2 separate regions of the Hordeum vulgare genome follow, and region 2 is linked to region 1. Evidence: chromatin contacts called from public Hi-C data. All regions are on one chromosome and are shown on one strand. The core of a region is the stretch at or near the end of the contact, and the rest is flanking DNA. Distances in the headings are between cores, read along the strand shown.

The links. A called contact is a pair of places that touch in the nucleus more often than the background predicts.
Region 2: a contact with region 1 is called in a Hi-C map of leaf, with 9 times the contacts expected there. The contact joins two enhancer-like sites. A contact is called at or near these places in 2 of 6 Hi-C or Micro-C datasets (leaf and seedling).

Annotation. Positions count from the first base shown.
Region 1 is chr5H:551,462,755-551,467,206 of MorexV3_pseudomolecules_assembly, forward strand. No RefSeq gene overlaps it. Among protein-coding and RNA genes, the nearest start is that of LOC123398953, 55 kb to the left of the region's middle. Within about 2 kb of position 2,452, at least 1 of the 3 cell types and tissues checked has open chromatin away from gene starts, as enhancers often do. A contact at or near this core is called in leaf, where this site is marked.
Region 2 is chr5H:551,498,732-551,503,183 of MorexV3_pseudomolecules_assembly, forward strand. No RefSeq gene overlaps it. Among protein-coding and RNA genes, the nearest start is that of LOC123398953, 91 kb to the left of the region's middle. Within about 2 kb of position 1,895, at least 2 of the 3 cell types and tissues checked have open chromatin away from gene starts, as enhancers often do. A contact at or near this core is called in leaf, where this site is marked.

The DNA of each region.
Region 1 (4,452 bases), core at 1,202-3,701:
AGTCCACCTTTTTTAGCTCGGCCATCAAAAGATAGGCCCCTTTTTTAATTTGGCACAGGGCCCCCGATATTACCGGCCCGGTCCTGGGTTGACTAACACGGCTCAAGTAGCTAGCACCATTACTCTTCTACGGTCTCACCTCGCCGGCGCCTCCGCAGGGGAACGTCCTGCCTCAGTCCACGAAGCCATCGAAACGGACACCGCGGCATCCACGAACGGAATCCACCATGAAGACGGTCGCCAAGGTGCTCCTGGTAGCGCTAGTTTGTACCTTGTCTCCGCTTAAAACACCAGCATCACTGCTGTTGGGGCTCATGCCCTAGCCGTCAGCCACGGCCGGGAAGGCCCGGAGGTTCCCCATGCCTCCCACACCCACGAACATGTTCCTCTCGTCAGCGAGCTAGATGTCGAGTGTACACGCTCTATCCTATGTATGTTATGGGACAGTGATTGGAGTGCACTTGCGGTGTGATGGAGTTTGCGATTTAAATAGGCCGGGAAGGAGGAGATGAGGAGTACACACCCTGCTACGGAGAGGCAGTAGGCGAGGGTGTAAATGAGGCCAACGCAAGAGGGCGTGAGGCGCTCTGAATGTTCCGTCGTATAATTCACGAGGGTGAGTAAAAGAGATTGACCATATTACGGTGGAGCCAATATGGTGAATCTGTTCACGTCAAATAAAAAAGGCGAATCTGTTGCTTTGATAATTGTTCCTGTCCCTCGGCAAAATATTCAACAATCCGGAGAGATGTTTCTTAACCATGCAAAAAATATATTTATGGCTTTTAAAAAAAGTTATAACACTTAATAGATGTTTTGCACATCTAAAAAATGCTTTTTGCATTTATGAAAAATAATAATTTGTGTTATTAAAATGTATGATGTGAACTAAAAATATGTTCAATTAGTATTTGGCAAATGTGTAACGTGTATTTTGGAAAAATGTTCAATATGCATCCAAAAACATTCAACCTGCGTACGTATAGGAAAAACGTTGGGCACATATTCAAAAAAAGTTGCATGTATTTGGGAAATGAGAACAAATGAAACAGGAAAATAGATTAAAAAAAATGATGAAAATTTGTACAAAAAAATACATTGAATAAATCATACGTAGCTTCTAAAATCGGTCGAAACCTGCCTATAAAAGCTTTCGAAAACATATCCTAAAGGAATCATAAGAACACACATGGGGCTTCCTGCTAGAGCTCGTGCGAGAGGAGACATGCATGACCTACCGTCTCGCAAAGAGCGAGATTTAACTCTCGCTAAATGGAGGTGGGCGAGGTGTGCAAGGCAACCAATTCGGGGGTATGTAGAATAGAGGGCAAATTGCCCATGCAGGGACAATGTGTGGTACTCCCTTTGTTCCTAAATTATAAGTCTTTCTAGAGGTTCCGCTAGGGGATTACATACGGATGTATGTAAACATACGTTAGAATGTAGATTCATTCATTTTGCTTTGTATGTAATCCCTTAATGAAATTTCTTAAAATACTTATATTTAGGAACGAAGGAAGTACATCCCAATAGCGTGGCTCGGTTACTCCGGTGGGTCACTAGCTCGCGCACAACTTGTTTTTTTCTGGCTTGCCCTTGCTCGAATTTTTTGGGCTAAGGTTTCTGACAAATTAGGAAAATATATGAATTTTAAAACTGTTCACAATTTTTTTCGAAAATGATTAGTAAATTCCAAAATGTTCACCAATTAGGTTTTTTCCAAATTTCGAGAAAAGTTCATGGATTTTTAATATTTTTTTCCAATTTACAAAAATGTTGATGGATTATGAGACAATGTTCAAGGATTTAATTTTCCATGAATTTAAAAGTTATCCTTGAAATTTTAAACATACCGACACATTTGTAAACAGTCAATGCGAAATTTATGTGGCTAGTTATCCTGAAAAGCTAGTTTAAGCATCTCCCAACAATGCCTCTAATAAGATAACAATGTAAATAGAACACCATTGTCAGGTATAATCAACTCGATCGAGTTAGACAAACCTGAAGCTCGAGACCAGGTGCTTAAGTAGCATCACCATTGAGGTTCTTTAACATTAACATCTTCAAAAAGGAGCGACAATCAAGCGTCGTCGTCACCGGAACCAAAGACACAAGGCTAGAGGCTAGCTTTTCATCCTGAAAAGCTAGTTTAAGCATCTTCGAACAATGCCTCTAAGAAAATAACAATGTGAACAGAACGCCATCATCAGGTATAATCAACTCGATCGAGTCAGACAAACCTGAAGCTCGAAACCAGGTGCTCAAGTTGCACCAGCATCGATGTCGCACATGTGTTGTCACCATCTCATAGTCGTGTCCAGTAGTCGATATGTGCATACGGTGGGACTAACTAAGCCTTGTCGGCACATATTGATGGATGGTATGTTGTGCCATCACGTCATACAGTGCTCTTTAGTGCTATGCCAGATCAGTGTACGCATGTCCCCGGCGTTTCCCTGGCCGGTCCTGAGCTGATGCTTATCGACCTCACTGGTCCTGACACCGACGACGAGGACGTCTAGGACAGCGATTTTTTAATGTTTAATTAATGTAATAAGGACGCGTGAACTCGCGTCGGCCTTCGTGGCCGGTTTAATATTTTTTTTAAATGGTTTGCATTTTTTTCACGGTTCATTAAAATGAGTTGGATGCATGCGCATGTCGAGCGACGTCCGGTAGTTCGCCTCCTAGAGAAGGCGTGCCTCCCACTCGTGTAGAATCCGACGGCCTAAGCCGGCTGCCTCCGCTCCCTCGCCGGGGGTGTCCTGCGGTGGAGGCGAGAGATATGGGGACATGGGGATGGATGACAAGTGTGCGGCGAGCGGCCGTGAGTCACAACATTTATACCGGGAAAAGGGGCGAGAATAGTGTGTAAGCGTGAGGGGAATGGACGGAACGCGTGGTGGTTTGCCATCACCGCGTCACCATACCTTGGAAACCCATCCGGTGCGAGAGTCGAGGCCATGAGGATGACGAAGGCTCTCGACGATGCATAGTCGCTGACTTGGCGGCTCCACACGGGAGGAATCTGGCGCGTATATTTTCGTACCAAATTCCTTTTCCCTGGCGCCCCCGGGTGCCCCCCGTTGCGCTGGGTTTGGTATGGTCTGCCGGCGCCAATTTCGGCACTAACCGACAAAATTTGGGTTCCTGAGGGCGCGACTGGGCGATTTTCTTTTACGTCAGCGAAAGAAAAAGAACTAAGGGCCTGTTGGGGGACGGCTGGAGATGCTCTAAATGAGGCGAACATGAGAGGGCGTGTGGCACAGGGAATGTTGGCTCAGAATTCAAAAGGGTGGGCAAAGGAATTTTGGCTCCACCTTGAATAATTAGGAAAGTATCTGGATTTGAAAACTTATTTTCTGGCTTGCATACAACTTATTTTTTTCACTCAAAGAAACTAGCTCGGGTACAACTTTTTTTTTGGCTCAACCTTTCTCGGGACAATTTTGGCTAAGGTTTATGAAAAATTAAGAAAACATGTGAATTTTACAAATGTTCATGATTTTTTCAAAAACCGTTAGTGAATTTAAAAACATCAATTGTTTTTCCAAAATGTTCACCAATTTGTTTTGCTTTCAAATTTCAAGAAATGTTCATGGGTTTTTAAAATGTTTTCCAATTCAAGAAATGTTAATGAATTATGAAATAATGTTCAAGAATATTATTTTCCAAGAATTTAAAAGTTATTCATGAAAATTTGAACATATCCATGCATTTCTAAACAGTCAAGAACTTTACAAGCATTCATTTAAAACAGCTTGCAGATGTCCTTAAATGAATTATAAAAATGGTTCTTAACGCTGTACCGACAGTAGCTACTGTATGTACTCCCTCCGGTCCTTTTTACCTTGCCCATAACTTTTTTTCGTTTTTCCTGCATTAGTCTGCTCATTAGCATTTTGTGACAGTTTTTTTCCCGTTTTACCCCTATTTATTTGGGGTGCATGCAACTGTTCGTGCGCTTGGGAGAAAGAGGCACCGCACCATGCGGCCAATCAGTTTACATGCAAGGACTGGGCATGGGAGGTTATGGCTGCATGCATCCCCGGTTTTCATGTGAGGACCCCGCGTGGGAGGTGACACGGCTGCATGCAGCCAGTAAATTTGCACACATCAAGTAAGAGCAAGTACAATAAGGTACACTCAGCAGTTTGTAAGGAATAAAATATTATATTTTTACTGAGTTGGATGAGAGAGAAGAGGAGAGAGAAAGAAAGCGGACTCTTCGTGAAGAGCCAGCTCTAGCACGTGCTCCTAGGTGCTTTGTGAGAATGAAAGGTGGGCCACACATGATAAAATAGTACTCTTTTATAGCTAACTATTGTACAACCTAGCTATAAGATGGACTATAAGATGCCTTATAGCCAGCAGTTGGCTATACTATTAACCATGCTCTAAAGCTGCTTCCAATCGATGCATGCAGCAATTAAAAGGGTTGTAGCTATT
Region 2 (4,452 bases), core at 645-3,144, 35 kb after region 1:
GTATAATTTCTTTTGTTGCGACCCAGTTTGGAGTGAACATCAGAGAAAATAATGGTAGTACAAATTAGGCAATTAAGTTGGGAAGAGGATTGGGAGCACCCTATGAGTATTAAATTTAAAAATCAGGGGAATTTAGAAATATCTGGAATTTTGGGATGTCAAATTTGGGTTTCCAATCTACTCCCATGTGAAGTTTTTAAGAAAAATATCAGGAAATGTGTTCTCAATAAAAAATAAAAAAAATCTAGTTATATAGAAAAAAAACTGTTTGGATGGATCATAGATCGGACTATATTTTCTTCGCCACAGATATGGTTCCTAATATAGTTTCATGAAACTTCACAAGAGAGTAGATTGGGCATCCAGGTTTTATATCCCCAAACTTCACAATGGCAATTGTTTATCATGGTGTTAATTCAAAACTTTGGTTTGTTAGAACCAACAAGAATAACTCGTTTTCTTCATTTTGCTTACAATTTTTCTCTTTCTATTCAGTTCAGATGAGTTTTTGTCAGCTGCAGCGGCTGCATATTGTACGCACCCCACACATACCGAGCTTGCCATTTAATTATGTATGCATAGCCTAGAGGGCCCAAGCTAGCTCGTGTTAGCTCAGGAATTGTTTACTCAGGAATTGGGTGGGTGGGTAAATTTCGGTGGAGGAAGAGAGGCGAGGCGACGAAATGGTTCGGTTAATGAATATGTTGCTCGTGTTTTGTATTTCCTCCCTTTTAAAATAAATGTCTTAAACTTAGTATAATTTTATACTAGAGCTAATACAAAGTCGAGACAGTTATCTTAGAACCAAAAGGGTAATATATTTGTTTTTGAGATGATGCTTGTGTTTTATAAAGCTTGGTCTGCTAATTTGTGGAGCAAAAATGTTACACTTATGGACAACCTACGGATGAAACTTACGGACTCTGCCCGCTAAATGAATGGGCCGCACTGGGCGTCGGCGCGCCGGCACGACCGCTTGCGTCGGTCGGAGCCCAACCGTCAGATCCACGGACCACACAGTTAGATCTTTCATGGAGCAAAAATTCCTCGATGCATCAAATTTAGGCCACGACGCGGCGAATTTCGTCCACGGTTGTAATAAAAAATATGATTGTAGCAAAAAATATCAAAGTGGTCATAGGAAAATAAGGACGCTGATGATGGGTGGTAGCAAAACAAAATGTGGGTTGTAGCAAAACAATTCGGTGATCTCGGATTGCAACTCTCACGAACGTGTATGTAACTTTTTTAATGAACGATTGCAACAAAAATTAATACGGTTGTAACAAAAATCAAATGCCGGTTGTAGCAAAAAAAATCCAAAAAACTCGAGTTGCAACCAAACATGAATGTAACTTTTTTAATAAACAAATTGTAGCAAAATAAAAAACGGTTATAGCAAATTTAAACGTCATTGCAGCTAATCTGGACGAAAAAATGTTGCAAGCCCTGACCAACCAGCCGTGTGGGCCGCACGCGACCGGCCGAACGATTCGGCCGGCACGCCGGCTGGAAGCGTTTCCCTAAACGAATCTTCTCCCCCGTGATTTCCAGGGTGGGTCCTGCTGCCCCGCTTTCTCATTTAGCACTGCAGGCACCGGTTTCTTTGATTTTCAGCTACACTATGTAGTGAGAAGTAAGTTAGACTAATAACATGTATATGTTACTAGTCTATTTTACTATCTTATTACCTTTATAGTGAGGAGTAAGGGCATCTTTAATGGTAACCCGCAAATTTTCATAAGTTTATTTTAACTCGTAATTGCTTTTATGCACACACTTGCAATGTTCAGCATCACAGGTACGCAGAGGTACGTGCACGTTCTTGAATCCCCCCAACGCGTCTTAACCATTAACGCAGATCATGGTGGGCCATCGCCGGCGCCTCTACCGCTGTGCCTCTCACCGGCCCCCCCAATACTGCCATATTCTGCCACGCTCCTTACGCGTTCACCGACGTAGCCGGGTGGGCTCGTGGCACCGGTGAAGATGTCGACATCGTTGTCGTTGAAGCCCCCGCAGCAACCGCCGCCCAGGGTGGGAGGCCCGGTAGGTTCCCCATGCCTCCCGAGCCCACGAAGTTGTTCCCCATGTCCTCGGCGCCTGCCACCACGGTCTTTTTCTCATAGGTGGCGTGGGCGGCGAGGCAGAGCACAGGACGAAGGAGGCTCTATACTTTAGTCGCTCCCATGTTGTTTGTGTGAGATGTAGCGACTGCTTATACTTACGGTGTGGTGGAGTTTGCGTTTAAATAACTGCGGAGAAGTACGTACGACGGAGAGTCCTCAGGGGCAGATTGATGGTATGTGTAAATGAGGCCTGTACGAGACTGCTGACCCTCCGGTGAATGTTTTTGTCCAGTCCAAGACTCTACGACATCTGCTGCTCGTGTTTCCTTAAGAATGAATGAGGTTTCCCTTTTCCTAGCAAAATGAAGACCGTCCTTCTAAATGTGCCCAACATTTTTAGGCTTCTAAATTTGCTGGACTAGTCAGTCGCAAGCCCAAGCGGCCAAGCATATGTTGGTTTCTTTAGAGAAGTATTTTCTATAGCTGTCAAACAACATCACCTTTTCGTCCAGTGCATATATACTAATATACATTTTTATTGAAACACGGTTCCTTAGGATCCGATCCATTAATAAAATAGAAGATAGTTGCTCGATTAATTATACTAATATACATGATGATCACTACCTAGCTGTGCACAGAAGAGAGAAAATTCGGGACAAGTTGAGAAGGCTTTTACCTCTTGAACAAAAATACTTGCAACATGAGCCTCTTAACAAACATGGAAGTGTATCCCAGCAGAAAGAAAAAATATTAATTGCCATGGAACTGTGCCGCTGCAAACAAAAAAATAAAATGGAATTGTGTCTGACGTCGATTGTTGGATCAAATGACAGAGTAATTTCGAGTGAGCATCCATTGAACGTTTGTTGGAAAAGGCAGTGTCTAGGAGGCACTTAAGCAGGCACTTAAGCATGCTTAAGCACTAGGCGATGGCTAAACACCTTGCCTAGGGCATAAATGGAAGAATAGGCAACACAAGTAAAAAATTGTGTAAACGTGAAATCATGTAGTACGATATTGCCAAACGGGTAATATTTCAATGGCAATAGCTAGTACTTCACTTATTTGTAAGTCCATTATTAAAATACAGATATAATAGCACAAATACATCCTAATAGAGAAAACTACATCACTGCCTACGCCACACCAATGGCGCTTAAGCACAACCTAGGCACTAGGCGAAGGCCAACTACCTCCCTTATGCCTACTGCTTTTCCGACCTCCGATGAACCAAACATAGAATAGGCAATTCAGTTCGGACTATTTTGAATCTTAATCACTCATCTCCCTAATTTACAATACTAGTTAGATGGGAGATAAATTAAAACAATAGTTGATAAGTTGTACAAATTGAGGTAAAAAGTTGCATTTGAGAAAAAAAAATGAAATAGTAACATTTGATCAATACATCGCCAACTAACAGGTTTCAACGAATTATAGGGAGTTCCCAACTTACAGTTTTACAGTTGGTTTTAACCTAGCCAACTTAAAACAATTATCACTATTCTTATAAAAGATGAATCCAAAGTACCGTGAGTTTGATCAAGGATAAAACCAATGATCTCTTACGTTATTATGAAAATATTTTCCACGAAAAGAAACGTCATACTGTCACATTTAATTTTCACCTATGTTGCAAATTTTATTGTATATGCTTCCATTTAATTACTTGACATTTTAACCTTGATTAGTTGGACTTCATAATGTTTCATTATTATGTACATAATAGTTCTATTCCTGAAAATATTTTTATACTGGTAGCATGTAGGTGGAATAGTTAGATTTCTATACATACGTTACTATTAAATTACGCTCACTAAGCTTCCTTGTAGGCATGGTGCAACAAAACAAATCCATAAATAATCAAAGTATAACTACATGCACAGACCATACATGGTGAGTATTCTTATTAATTTGAGCGTTCTCGTGGGGACCATGTAGGTACTTAAGGAGTGTTAGATGTATTCCATGTGCTTAATCACACCCAAGATTTTATGGATCCCAATATATATAGTGGGTTTCGATCCTACCTTGCCAATCAATACAAATCGTACTATTATCCTTCTTTACTTGTATCTTATATGTATCATGATACATATAGCGGATACAAGATGAATCAATGTTTGCTTGAAGTTTCAACATGTTTTGGATAATTATATGGCACAACATTAATTCCATTAGTTCGGCATTGTAGGAGTAACAAAAAGGAGTTTCTCGGTGAAAGCAAGCAGTCATATATCCATTTGGAGTAAGGGTGATGTGCATATGTAGTGTTGCGCACATCCTGTATACTATAACATGACACTATAAAAGGTGATGCTTGGAACGGGTACATAAGCTCTACGAAATTGGTGATCAAAACTGATATGACCTAAAGAAG